Regions from separate parts of the Sus scrofa genome. Here all the other regions are linked to region 2. A link is a contact called in public Hi-C data. All regions are on one chromosome and are shown on one strand. The core of a region is the stretch at or near the end of the contact, and the rest is flanking DNA. Distances in the headings are between cores, read along the strand shown. Region 1 holds the start of PKD1 (polycystin 1, transient receptor potential channel interacting). Region 2 holds the start of MEIOB (meiosis-specific with OB domain-containing protein). Region 3 holds the start of JPT2 (Jupiter microtubule associated homolog 2).

Region 1 (3,537 bases), core at 770-3,269, 240 kb after region 2:
GGGATGTGCGAGTTCCGGCTGTGGCTCAGCAGTAATGAACCCAAATAGAAACCAGGAGGATGCAGGTTCGACCCCTGACCTTGCTCAGTGGGTTAAGGATCCGGCGTTGCCGTGAGCTGTGGTGTAGGTCGCAGACGCAGTTCTGATCTGGCCTTGCTGTGGCTGTGATATAGGCTGGTGGCTACTGCTCCAACGTGACCCCCAGCTGGGGAACTTCCATATGCCACACAAGCAGCCCTGAAAAAGCAAAAAAAAAAAAAAAAAAAAAAAAGGCCACAAGGATGTGGACCAGCAGGTCCTGAGCCAGTCCCCATCTCTGGGGACAAATGTCTGCAAATCTCAGTCACCTGCACCCTTTGCAAGCCAACCCTGAGCTCCTAACAGTCAAATGCTGCCTCTGCCATGTACTGGCTGTTACTTGTGCTTGTGCAAATCATATCGCCATCACCTCTGGCCTGTTTTTTCCCCTGCAAAAGGGGCATCTTTGCTGTACCTCCAGAGGGTTAAGCATGACGGTTCACAGGAGTTCCCCTTGTGGTTCAGTGGTTAACGAATCTCATTCGTATCCACGAGGACAGGGGTTCAATCCCTGGTCTCGCTCAGTGGGTTAAGGATCCCGAGTTGCCGTGAGCTGTGGTTGTAGGTCCCAGATGAGGCTCAGATCTGGCATTGCTGTGGCAGTGGTGTAGGCCAGCAGCTACAGTTCTGATTCCACCCCTAGCCTGGGAACTTCCATATGTCGCGGGTGCGGCCCTAAAAAGACCAAAAAAAAAAAAAAAAAAAAAAAAAAAGCTGATGGTTCAAAAGAGTTTGGCACAGGCCAGGGCTGGAGACAAGCTCTCCATAAAGACTTCCTGTTATTATTTCTTCCAAAATGCAAGTCTGCTAATGGTGTGTCAGCATTTTACACCCCTCCAGGCCTTTGCACACATGGTTCCCTCCTCCCGTCACCTAAACCCAGTTTCCTTAAGTATCAAACCAATTCTCAAACATCCATCGAACCCTTGTCCACCTCTTCCGGAGAGCCTTCCCTGCCGTCCACACAGACTTCTCCATCTCCTAGCGTCCTTCTCCAGGGCTCCCAAGTGCTGGGTATCCCTCCAAGCCAAGCTGCATCCTATTAGGCTCTGAGCAGCGTTGAAGTGCTCGTGGTCCCTTGCCGGGACCTTCCCGCCCTGCGCCCACACGATGCCAAAGGCCCTCAGTCAGTTCGCATTAGCGGAGTCCCACCGAGTGAGAAGTCTCCGCCCGCACAGAATCTGGGATGTTTCTGTTTCCCTCTGGCTGAGGCCAGGCGGGCTGAGAGCCGGCTGCGGTCCCAGGTTTTCCTTATTTAGTCGGGCCGACCTCACTGCGCTGGAGCCTCGCCCTGGGAGAGGCCTGGCCCGCACTCCGTTTCCCCTTCTGCAGGCTGGGGACGCGCCCACGCCCTGCGAGGCCCGCCAGGCCGGCGGCCTGCCCGTGCGGCCTCTCCCGGGAGGGTGAAGGCGCCCCGAGCCCCGGCAGGCCCCGGCGGCCGCGAGTCCTAGCGCAAGCCGGGCGCCATGGCAACCGCCTCACCAGCGTCGCAGGGCGGCGGGTTACTCACAGCGCGGTGGCGTCCGCGGGGATGCGCAGCGCGGGCCCGAGGGTCCGCAGTCCGAGGCCAGAGCAGTTGACGCGGCAGGCGGCGCCGGGCGCCGGGCCGCAGAGGCAGGGAGGGGCGCACGGTCCGCAGCCGCGCCCGGGGACCCCCGCCAGCGCCCCGAGCCACAGGCCCAGGCCCAGGGCGAGCGCCAGGCGGGCGGGCGCGGCGGGCGGCATCGTCAGGACAGCGCAAGCATGGCCCCGGACCGGTCCCGAGGCCCCGAGCCCGCCTGGCCCCGGCGACCGCGGCTCAGGCGCAGCCCGCGCAAGGCATGGCTGGGCGCGGGGCGGGATACGGCAGCAGCTGCGGCCTGTCTGCCTGCGCGACGCCTGCTCGGTTCTCCGTCCCGGCTCCGAGTCCTCCGCGGCCCGCTAGCGCGCTGGCGCTGCAGTGCGGGCTGGCGGCCGGCTCCTCCTTCTCCCGGCGCGGCGCGGGGGGCGGGACGCTCTTAGGCCCCGCCCCCCGTGCGGCAGAGCCGGGCGCGGCCGGGGCGGGGCATCAGGAGGGTCCGCCCTTCGCTCTGCGAAGGGGCCATCCGCGCGGCCGGGGCGGGGCATCAGGAGCTCCGCCCTTCGCATCCAGCTGCAGGCTCGACAGCGAGGGCCCTCGCTCGGTGCCCTTCCCCTCCGCCCGCGGCGTCCGCGCCTCCCAGACCTCAGAGCCCAAGCAGTCACAACACTGAAAACACCAGCCGGAACCTCCAGTGCCCTCTACGAGCGCTCATCCACTCCCAGCGCCTATGTCCCTCTCCACCACCTCGGATTGCCGAGCTCCTGGCACACAGTAGGCACTCAATAAATGCGCATCGCGCCCTCTCAGGGAATTGCCAGAACGTCGGCGAAGTATGACAGCTGGTTCTCCCTGGCACGGAGGTGAAGCACAAGGTGGGCCTCACCTGGGCAGGTGAAGGGCAGCGTTCGGCCGGCCATTCGCCAGCCCCTGGGCAAGAAGCTGAGTTCTGCGCACCTGGGTGCTTGGGACCTCCCACCACCAGGGCAGTTTGCCCCCTCTTTCCATGGCGCAAGTTCCTCAGTGCTGCGGCTCTGCCCAGGGAGCTTTTGCGCCCAGGATGTAATTAGGGAACTAACGCACGTGGTGCTAAGAATTCAAGCTGAATAACATGGACGAACTCTGAAAACATCCTAGATGCCAGACATAAAGAACCACATATTATAGAAATCCGTTTATTAAGCGGGGGGGGGGAAGGTTTGGGAGTTCCCACTGTGGCTCAGCAGAAACAAATCTGACTATTATCCATGAGGACCTGGGTTCGACCCCTGGCCTCACTCATTGGGTTAAGGATCTAGCGTTGCTGTGAGCTGTGGTGGAGGCCGACAGCTGCAGCTCTGATTTGACCCCTAGCGTGGGAATCTCCATAGGCCCCAGATGTGACTTTAAAAAGACAAAAAAAAAAAAAAGGGAAAAAATGAAATTTGACAGATCACACAACAGGTAAGGAAGGGGCAAACCCAAGCTTTTAATTCCAGATAATAAACTGATGAGATCCAAGGTCTCAAGATGAGTGAAGATGGACCCATAATAAACAGTGATGCCAAATGAGCAAAACAGATTAATCAACTAAAATGCAAGTTTTTTCCTTTTGTTTTTTCTTTTGAGGGCCACACGTGCAGCATATAGAAGTTCCCAGGCTGGGGGTTGAATTAGAGCTGCAGCTGCCAGCCTACACAACAGCTCACGGCAATGCCTGATCCTTAACTCACTGAGCAAGGCTAGGGATCAAACCTGCATCCTCATGGATACTGGTTGGATTCATCACCACTGAGCCACACAGGAATTCCCCTTTTTTCATTTTTTAAAGTTTTATTGAGGTATGGTTGATAAATGCAATTGTTTTAGAAGGGATTTCTGAAATAGAAAAGATTTTTTATTTTTATTTATTTATTTATTTT
Region 2 (3,734 bases), core at 189-2,688:
CAACAAAGAAGTACTCTTTATGCAGTCATTGCTGTACATGGAATTTCCCCCAAACTTCCATCACAAACCAAAGCTTTTTTTTTTTTTTTTTCCTTTTTGGCTGCGCCCACAGCATGTGAAAGTCCCCAGGCCAGAGACTAAACCTGAGCAGTGACAATCCCAGATCCTTCACTCCCTGAGCCACAGGAGAATGCCACACTCAGACAAAATTGGTCATTTTCTCCCTTAGAGGGGAACAGTTGGTCAATTATCTTTATAAATCCATTTCAGAAGGGTAGTTCTTCGTTTATGGCTTCAGTGGGAACTTGGCAAGTTTTCTGCATTTTGAAATTCTAGCTGACTTCCAAACACTCTGGGGTTGTCCATAAGAAAACTGGCCCACGGGCCATCACACTGGACATCTCCCCGGCATGGAGACAGACAGACAGACAGAGAGACAGAAAGATGCATATTTTGCATTCAGATACCATTTCCCATAGTTTGTAACTTCCTGCCCGTCTCACACGGTTGCGCCTTAGGGATGAGACGTCGGGCACCGGGCAAACAGGAACTGCACACCCCGCGTGAAATGCGACTCTCCCCGCTCACCCCGTCTTTTAAAATGATTCCAACTCCGTGACATTCTGCGGAAGGCAAATCTCTAAGGACGGTACACAGCCCAGCTGCCAAGGGGGGAGAGGGGAGGTGGGCTGGGCCCGGGTCGGGGGTTTGCTCCGAAGGCTCCTGGAAGCGCCTACCCGTGTCCCTGCGCGTCTGTCCGCCCACAGAACGTCCAGCACCAGCCTCGGCCCCCGCGGAAGCTAAGAGCAGTCTCCGGCCCGGATTCATGTTGAGTCCCTGCAGGACGAGGGTACATTCCGCATGGATCACACCTGCGCGTCTACACCGGCGTCCACACCCCCCAGAGCTGTCCGTGTCCCCACGGGACTCCGCCCCCGGATTCGAACTGGAAGCGGCCGTTGTCGGCCCACTTCGCACCTGGGCGTGTCCACGCACCCCAACCCGCCGGCGGCCCCCCGCTTCCGGAGACCCCGGCGGCCCCAGCGAGCTCCGGACCGGCGGCCGGGATGCGGGCGGGCCTCGCCTCAGCCACTACCCGCCGAGCCCGCGGGCAGCCGGGAGGGAAGGCCGCCCCCGCCACGGAAGCCCCGGCCCAGAGGCCCGCCCTGGGGAGGGACGAGAGCCCGCTGCCCGCCGCTCCCCGACTTCACGTCAAGCGCCCTCGCGGGCAGCTCCCCGGAGCGCCGTCCCAACTCAGACGCTCCTCGCGCCCCGAGAGCGGCCCGCTTACACAGGCTCCACCCGCCTGCCCGCCTGAGTTCGGCTGTTTCTCCACAGAACGCGCGGCCCACAGCCAGAGGAGACCACCGCCCAGTGAGGCCCACCGAGCGACCGTTAGCGCAGGCCGCGCCCCCGCCCCGCCTCCACCCCCACCCTGACTCTGTCCCGCCCCCTGACCTCCGACTCCACCCATGGTCTGACTGCCCCGCCCCCTAATCTCCGGCTCCACCCACGGCCTCTGTCCCGCCCCTGACCTCCGACTCCACCCACAGCTTGACTGCCCCCACCCCTCGACCTGCGACTCCACCCACGCCGACTCTGCCCCGCCCCCAAACCTCTGACTCCACCCACGGCCTGACTGCCCACTCCTAGACCCCACTCCATCCTAGCCCCGAGTCTGTCCCGCCCCCAACCTCTGGCTCCACCCACCCCCTTACTCTGTCCCGGTCCCTGACCTCCGACTCCACCCACGGCCTGCTGCTCCACCCCTCGACCCTTGGCTCCACCCACGCCGACTCTGTCCCGCCCCCGACCTCCGACCCTACCCACTCCCTGACTCTGTGCCCCCCTTCGACTCCACCCACTCCCGCCCTACGTTCCGCCCCCGCGCCCTGATTCCGACTTGGGCCCTGCCCCGTTCCTTCCAGTCCCTCTCAAGTCCAGGTCTTGAGGAGCGTGGCTTTGGGGAGACTGGGGGCGAGCTGGTCCTTCAGACTCGAGGGCCGTCCGGGGTGGGAGTCCGGGGTGCTAAGACCCGGGCGCCAAGCAAGATGCTTGGGATCTTTTCCGCTGAAACACGGCAGAAATGCAGCGGAAAGTGCAGCAGCTGAATACACACACAGACGAGAAACCGGGGAAATCTGAAAAAGACTGGGTGTGTCTGCCTCAGTAACTTGATTGTGATCTCGGAAGAAGTTCTGACTGGGGAAAAGTGGATCAGGTGTAGTAGCCTCTCTGTACTTTTTTTTATACAGCATCTGATGCTGTATCTCAATTGAAAGAAGAGTGCGTGGGACAAGGGAGACTGCGGAGTTCTCTCATGGCTAAGCGGGAGGATCCGGCGTTGTCACTGGTTGCTGCTCTGGCGCGGGTTTGATCCCTGGGCTGGGAAATTCCACATGCCACAGGTGCTGCTAAAATAATGCAAAAATTAAAAAGCTTTGAAAAAAGGGTTCATGATTGCTGATGAGGCTTTTAGAAGGGGAGCTGATTAGACGTTTAGAAGGGGAGTGGTGCTGGATGCAGACCCTCGTGGGTCATCTCTTGGGGAGTGTGAAGTAGGCCAGGTTGCTCGATCCATAATGCTATTTTCCCGATGTTTATATCATTTCCCGCACAGAGATATACGCTGTGTGTATAATTTGATGTGCTAAATATTGGACTTAGGTAAACCTGACAAAACACTTGCCAGCGTTTTAATTACTACCATCTGCAAATCTTTTTAATCTAATGACTTACAATTTTTGTTCATAATAGTACTAATCAGGGGCAAATAAGATCCCAAAACTAAATTCTTTAAATTTGTTACCAACTGGAGTTCCCCTCGTGGCGCAGCAGAAAGGAATCCGAGTAGGAATCATGAGGTTGCGGGTTCAATCCCTGGCTTTGCTCAGTGGGTTAAGGATCCAGCGCTGCCGTGAGCTGTAGTGTAGGTTGAAGATGCGGCTCTGATCTGGCGTGGCTGGGGCTCTGGCGTCGACCTGCAGCAGCAGCTCCAATTAGACCTCTAGCCTGGGAACCTCCACATGTCGCGGGTGCGGCCCTAAAAGGACAACAAAAGACCAAAAAAAAAAAAAAATTGTTACCAACTGCTATCCACACATAGCATTGTTTAAATTATTGAGCTTCTTTCTTTAAAAGGAAAATCCACTTTGGTACTTATTACACAACCATACACTACAAAAGAAAAATACAACATCAGGGGCAAGTCTTACATTGGTATCAAAACATAGTTATTTTTCATCCTTTGTTACTTTGTAATTTCCCAAATAATAGTGGAAGCAAAATAAACTACCCGCATTTTCACCATTTAAAATTTAATAGTGGGAGTTCCCGTCCTGGCTCAGCAGTAACACACCCGACTAGTATCCATGAGGACACGGGTTCAATCTCCGGCCTCGCACAGTGGGTTAAGGATCTGGCGTTGCCGTGAGTTGTTGGTAGGTTGCAGATGAGGCTTGGATCTGGCATTCCTGTGGCTGTGGTGTAGGCCAGCGGCTGTAGCTCTGATTCGACCCCTAGCCTGGGAACCTCCATATGCCACAGCAGCCCTAAAAAGACAAAAATTAAAATAAAATTGAACAGTGAAAGCTTTAAAATGTTTTCCATATTCCTTTCCAGTCATTGTCTTTAAAAGAACATATCTTGGAGTTCCCGTTGTGGCACATGGGAAACGGATCTGACTAGTACCCGTGAGGATATGGGTTCGATCCCTGGCCTCCCTCAGTGGGTTA
Region 3 (3,447 bases), core at 482-2,981, 160 kb before region 2:
TCTGCTGATTGTCTTTTCTGAAGACTGAAACTCTCCATCTCCCACCTCCAGGGAGCTGGTTTTTTGGCCTTGGTTCTTCATGGCGACATCATGTCCCGTGATGCGCCTTCCATTGCTCACAAGGGAGATGCAGGTTGAATCCCTGATTCCATGTAAGGCTCACGATGGCATTTTTCTCATCTCTCTGTATCTTCCCGGGGGAGAGGACTTGCTCAGGGAGAGGGGATGTTTGGAAACATGTCACTGGTTGCTCCACTGCTCTCGCACACCTCCAGGCTCGTAGCGGCAGCCCCGTTCTCTGTCACTCTGTCCCACAGCCTCGTCACTGGTGTGTCCTTTCAGTTGAATGGCCTGTTTAACTGGATCACACCATTGAATCACATGTGTGCAAAGAAAAGCCATGGAGTAAGAGACGCTTGAAACACGTGGAGGAGGAAAACAGGTGGCTTTTTCTTCTTTCTTGACATTGAGTTCTACCAGATGCATTTAGGGGAAATACGGCACTTTGTCTTAAGAAAAAAGAAGGAATGAAACCTACAGCAAACCTTTCCTGACTGTCAGCTCTCCTAATCCCACAGCAGCCTTTAAGTCATGTGAGGTGAGTTAGGTCTTGGAAGCACTACAGCAACCTGTGCCCCTTATTCTGTAACAGGATACCCGGCTCCAGAGCTATGCCTCTGGGCAGCAGAACTTAACTGCGGTTTCTTTTAATAATCGTTAAGCCATATCACCTAAGGTTTTCGGCTTGTTTGAGATGTGAATTTGTTTTATAGATTATAAATATACATATACAGTGTATGTATAAAGCAGAATGCCTGTCCCTCCTGATTATTTTTTGTACCATATTGTAAATTATATTATTTATTCTTTACCAATTTTGGGAATAAAAGGTGTTTGGTTATTTAATATAATAAACAAAAGCTGTTAAACTTCTTATGTTTAAATTTCCAGTTCAACTTGTAAATCTGTTTTTATTATTGTGCATAAATACATACTAATACTTGATCTAATCATGACCGTTTCTGCTTTTTTCTTTTTAAGTGTGCGCTTAAGAAAACGGCCGGAGCGGCTCTCATTTGGTGCCATCTCAGAGGCACTGACTGCCGCCCACAGTGTAGTTTAGCAACAAAGCGCTCCTGAATGTGTATTTTACCTTTACCTTTTTTTTTTTTTTTTTTTTTTGAGCCAAACATCAGTCAGCTGGCACTCTTTATTTATCCCTTGCCTCCCACTTTTAAGGACGTGTTCCCCACAACTTGCAGGACAGGAACTGCGGTCCTGTTTCCTTTGGCCACGTATCCATGTGCCATTGACTGTCTTGGGCCCTGTTGGGCGCCGCTGCGCTCCGGGAAGCGCTTCCCGGGGCTCCCCCGCTACGCCAACCAGGGCGCATACAGGGACGGCAAGCGGGAGGCCGCGCCTGGAAGAAGGGGCACCGACCAGGTGCGGGGATGGTGCCCGACCCCGCCCACCTCAGGAGGCGCGGACGGACCATCCCTTGTTGGCCAGTTGCCCAATGGCGGGGCCCGGCGCTGTGAGCGGCATCTGCTTTCACCAATCGGCTGCAAGCGCGGTGCGATCTTCTCCTCGCCTCAGTCTCGTGAGGCGGGGCCCGGTGCTGTGATAGGCTGCGGCGTTGTGATTGGCGTCGGCGGCGCCCAATGGAGGGGGGCTTCAGGCCGCGCGGGGCCGGACGGGAAGGACGGCGCGGCGGGCGGGAGGTGCCGAATGGCGGGCGACATGTTCCGGGTGCCGGAGACCGAGGGTGGCCGGGCTGGCTCCAGGTGCGGCGCGGGCGCGGCCACCGCTAAGGCCACGGCCGCGTGGTGGGGGGGGTGGGCGCGGGCGCCGTGGGGGCGGCCGCGGTGAGCTCACGGAGCCCCGGGCTCCGCTGCCAGGTCGGGGAGGTGGGCGCGCCCGCGGGACGGGAGGCCAGAGGTGCGCCTCCCTGCCCGTCGGATCCCAGCACGTGTCTCTTCAATGGCCAGCGCGCCGGCGACGCTGGCGGAGCGTCTGCTGCGGATGGGCGGACGTGGCTGCGCTACGGGAGCCCGTGCGACGCTGCGGCCGACACGCTTTCGCCGGGTGCTCGTGTGGGCCCGCCTCGGGGCAAGGTCCGGTCCTGGGAGCCCTCAGCAGTTCCGCAGCCCGGGGTTCGGGCCCTCCCCTCCCCAGTCCTGGAGCCCTCCCCTCCCGCAGTCCCGCGACTCGGGGGGAACCAGGCGCTGCTCCCCAGTGTCCTGAGAAGGAAACAGGACAGCAAGTGATAGCAGAGGTGCAACGGGGTTGAAACACTCGGGAACATACAGCAGCCCCCTTTTTAAAAATTACAGTTGGATTACAGTGTTGGGCAGCACACCTTCTCCGCTTTTAACTAGTCAATCATTGGGTGTTGGGAGCCGCACAGAGCTGGCGAGGAGGGGTCCCGCGGCTTGAGGAGCCAGCGGGAATGGAGCTGGTTCAGGTGCCCAAGAGTCATCTTCATTGTGAGCCTCTTCTGGGGCTCAGCCACCCGATAAAAGTAGAAGAGGGCGGAGGTAAATACTACAGAGAATAAGAGGGTTGTTTCAACTGCTAAAACCCCTGTAAACTTGAGGGAGTTGGGTCAGTTCTCACAGTCCTAACCCAGCGGTCATCAATCCACGGAACAGTGATTATTAATCACGGATGCCCCCACCTACGCTGACCTGGGCCAGAAGTTTATCCCGGAGCCTTCGCGATGAATGAGTTCCTGGGGATGAATGAGTTCCTGGTGCCTGCAAACCACTGTCCTGTCCCCGCCCCCACCAGCTGGGCAAGGGCTGTTTCCAGCACTTTCTCAGCTGTGTCCCTCAAAGTTCCTCTTTGTTTACACAGCCTGGCACCGGCTGCCCAGCACACACTGGTCCGGTTAGGGAATGGGCCCAGTAATGCTGGTGGAGGTTGCACAAGATAGTTGCCGAGCTGGAGCTCTGCAGTAACACCCACACTTCTTTGCGGCATTAGTTTTGGAGAGGAAAAGGAGAAAATTCTTGGAGCGTGTTGGAGAAGGAAAACCCATCTTAATTGGAAGCTTCTGCCTGGGATCCGAAGGGAGCTTTGTGTTTTGACGGCCATCTTAAAGGACTCAATGGACAGGCCTTGTGAGATTCGCAGTTCCCTTAGCTGTGAAAGGAACCGGTGCTGCTGCAGGATTACTAGGCCAGGTTTTCCTCTTAAAGCCCTGATTTGGTTTTCTCGGGGAAGGATTAATTAGCTGGTGTTAAAGGATGTTGCACTATAAAAGCATTTAGCTTTGGCCATCATCGGTGATCTAAGGTCCTTCTTTTAAACTGTAAGGTGCATGTTTGTAAAGAATTTGATCCACATTTCTTTTGCTGCTTCTCTCCAAACCTGACTGTTCCCCCAGAGCTTTTCTGGAAAAGGGGGGTAAGCCGTTAGGGGGGCGGGTCGTGAGTGTGCCCCCCC

What was found. A called contact is a pair of places that touch in the nucleus more often than the background predicts.
Region 1: a Hi-C map of liver shows a contact between it and region 2, with 4 times the contacts expected there. The contact joins the promoter of PKD1 here to the promoter of MEIOB in region 2. A contact is called at or near these places in 7 of 47 Hi-C or Micro-C datasets (blood, embryonic fibroblasts, liver and 3 more) and 1 of 2 datasets of contacts at active chromatin or transcription factors (alveolar macrophages).
Region 3: a contact with region 2 is called in a Hi-C map of liver, with 3 times the contacts expected there. The contact joins the promoter of JPT2 here to the promoter of MEIOB in region 2.

The regions. Positions count from the first base shown.
Region 1 is chr3:39,848,091-39,851,627 of Sscrofa11.1, reverse strand. It overlaps PKD1 (polycystin 1, transient receptor potential channel interacting), which reads right to left and starts at 2,019. Exons shown (of 46, transcript NM_001246202.1): 1 at 1,589-2,019. The coding sequence starts at 1,803.
Region 2 is chr3:40,090,393-40,094,126 of Sscrofa11.1, reverse strand. MEIOB (meiosis-specific with OB domain-containing protein) reads right to left here and starts at 1,438. Exons shown (of 15, transcript XM_021086801.1): 1 at 1,292-1,438; 2 at 738-837. The coding sequence starts at 828.
Region 3 is chr3:40,255,244-40,258,690 of Sscrofa11.1, reverse strand. JPT2 (Jupiter microtubule associated homolog 2) reads left to right here and starts at 1,731. Exons shown (of 5, transcript NM_001048070.1): 1 at 1,731-1,784. The coding sequence starts at 1,741. CRAMP1 (protein cramped-like) reads left to right here. Exons shown (of 22, transcript XM_021086822.1): 22 at 1-1,014.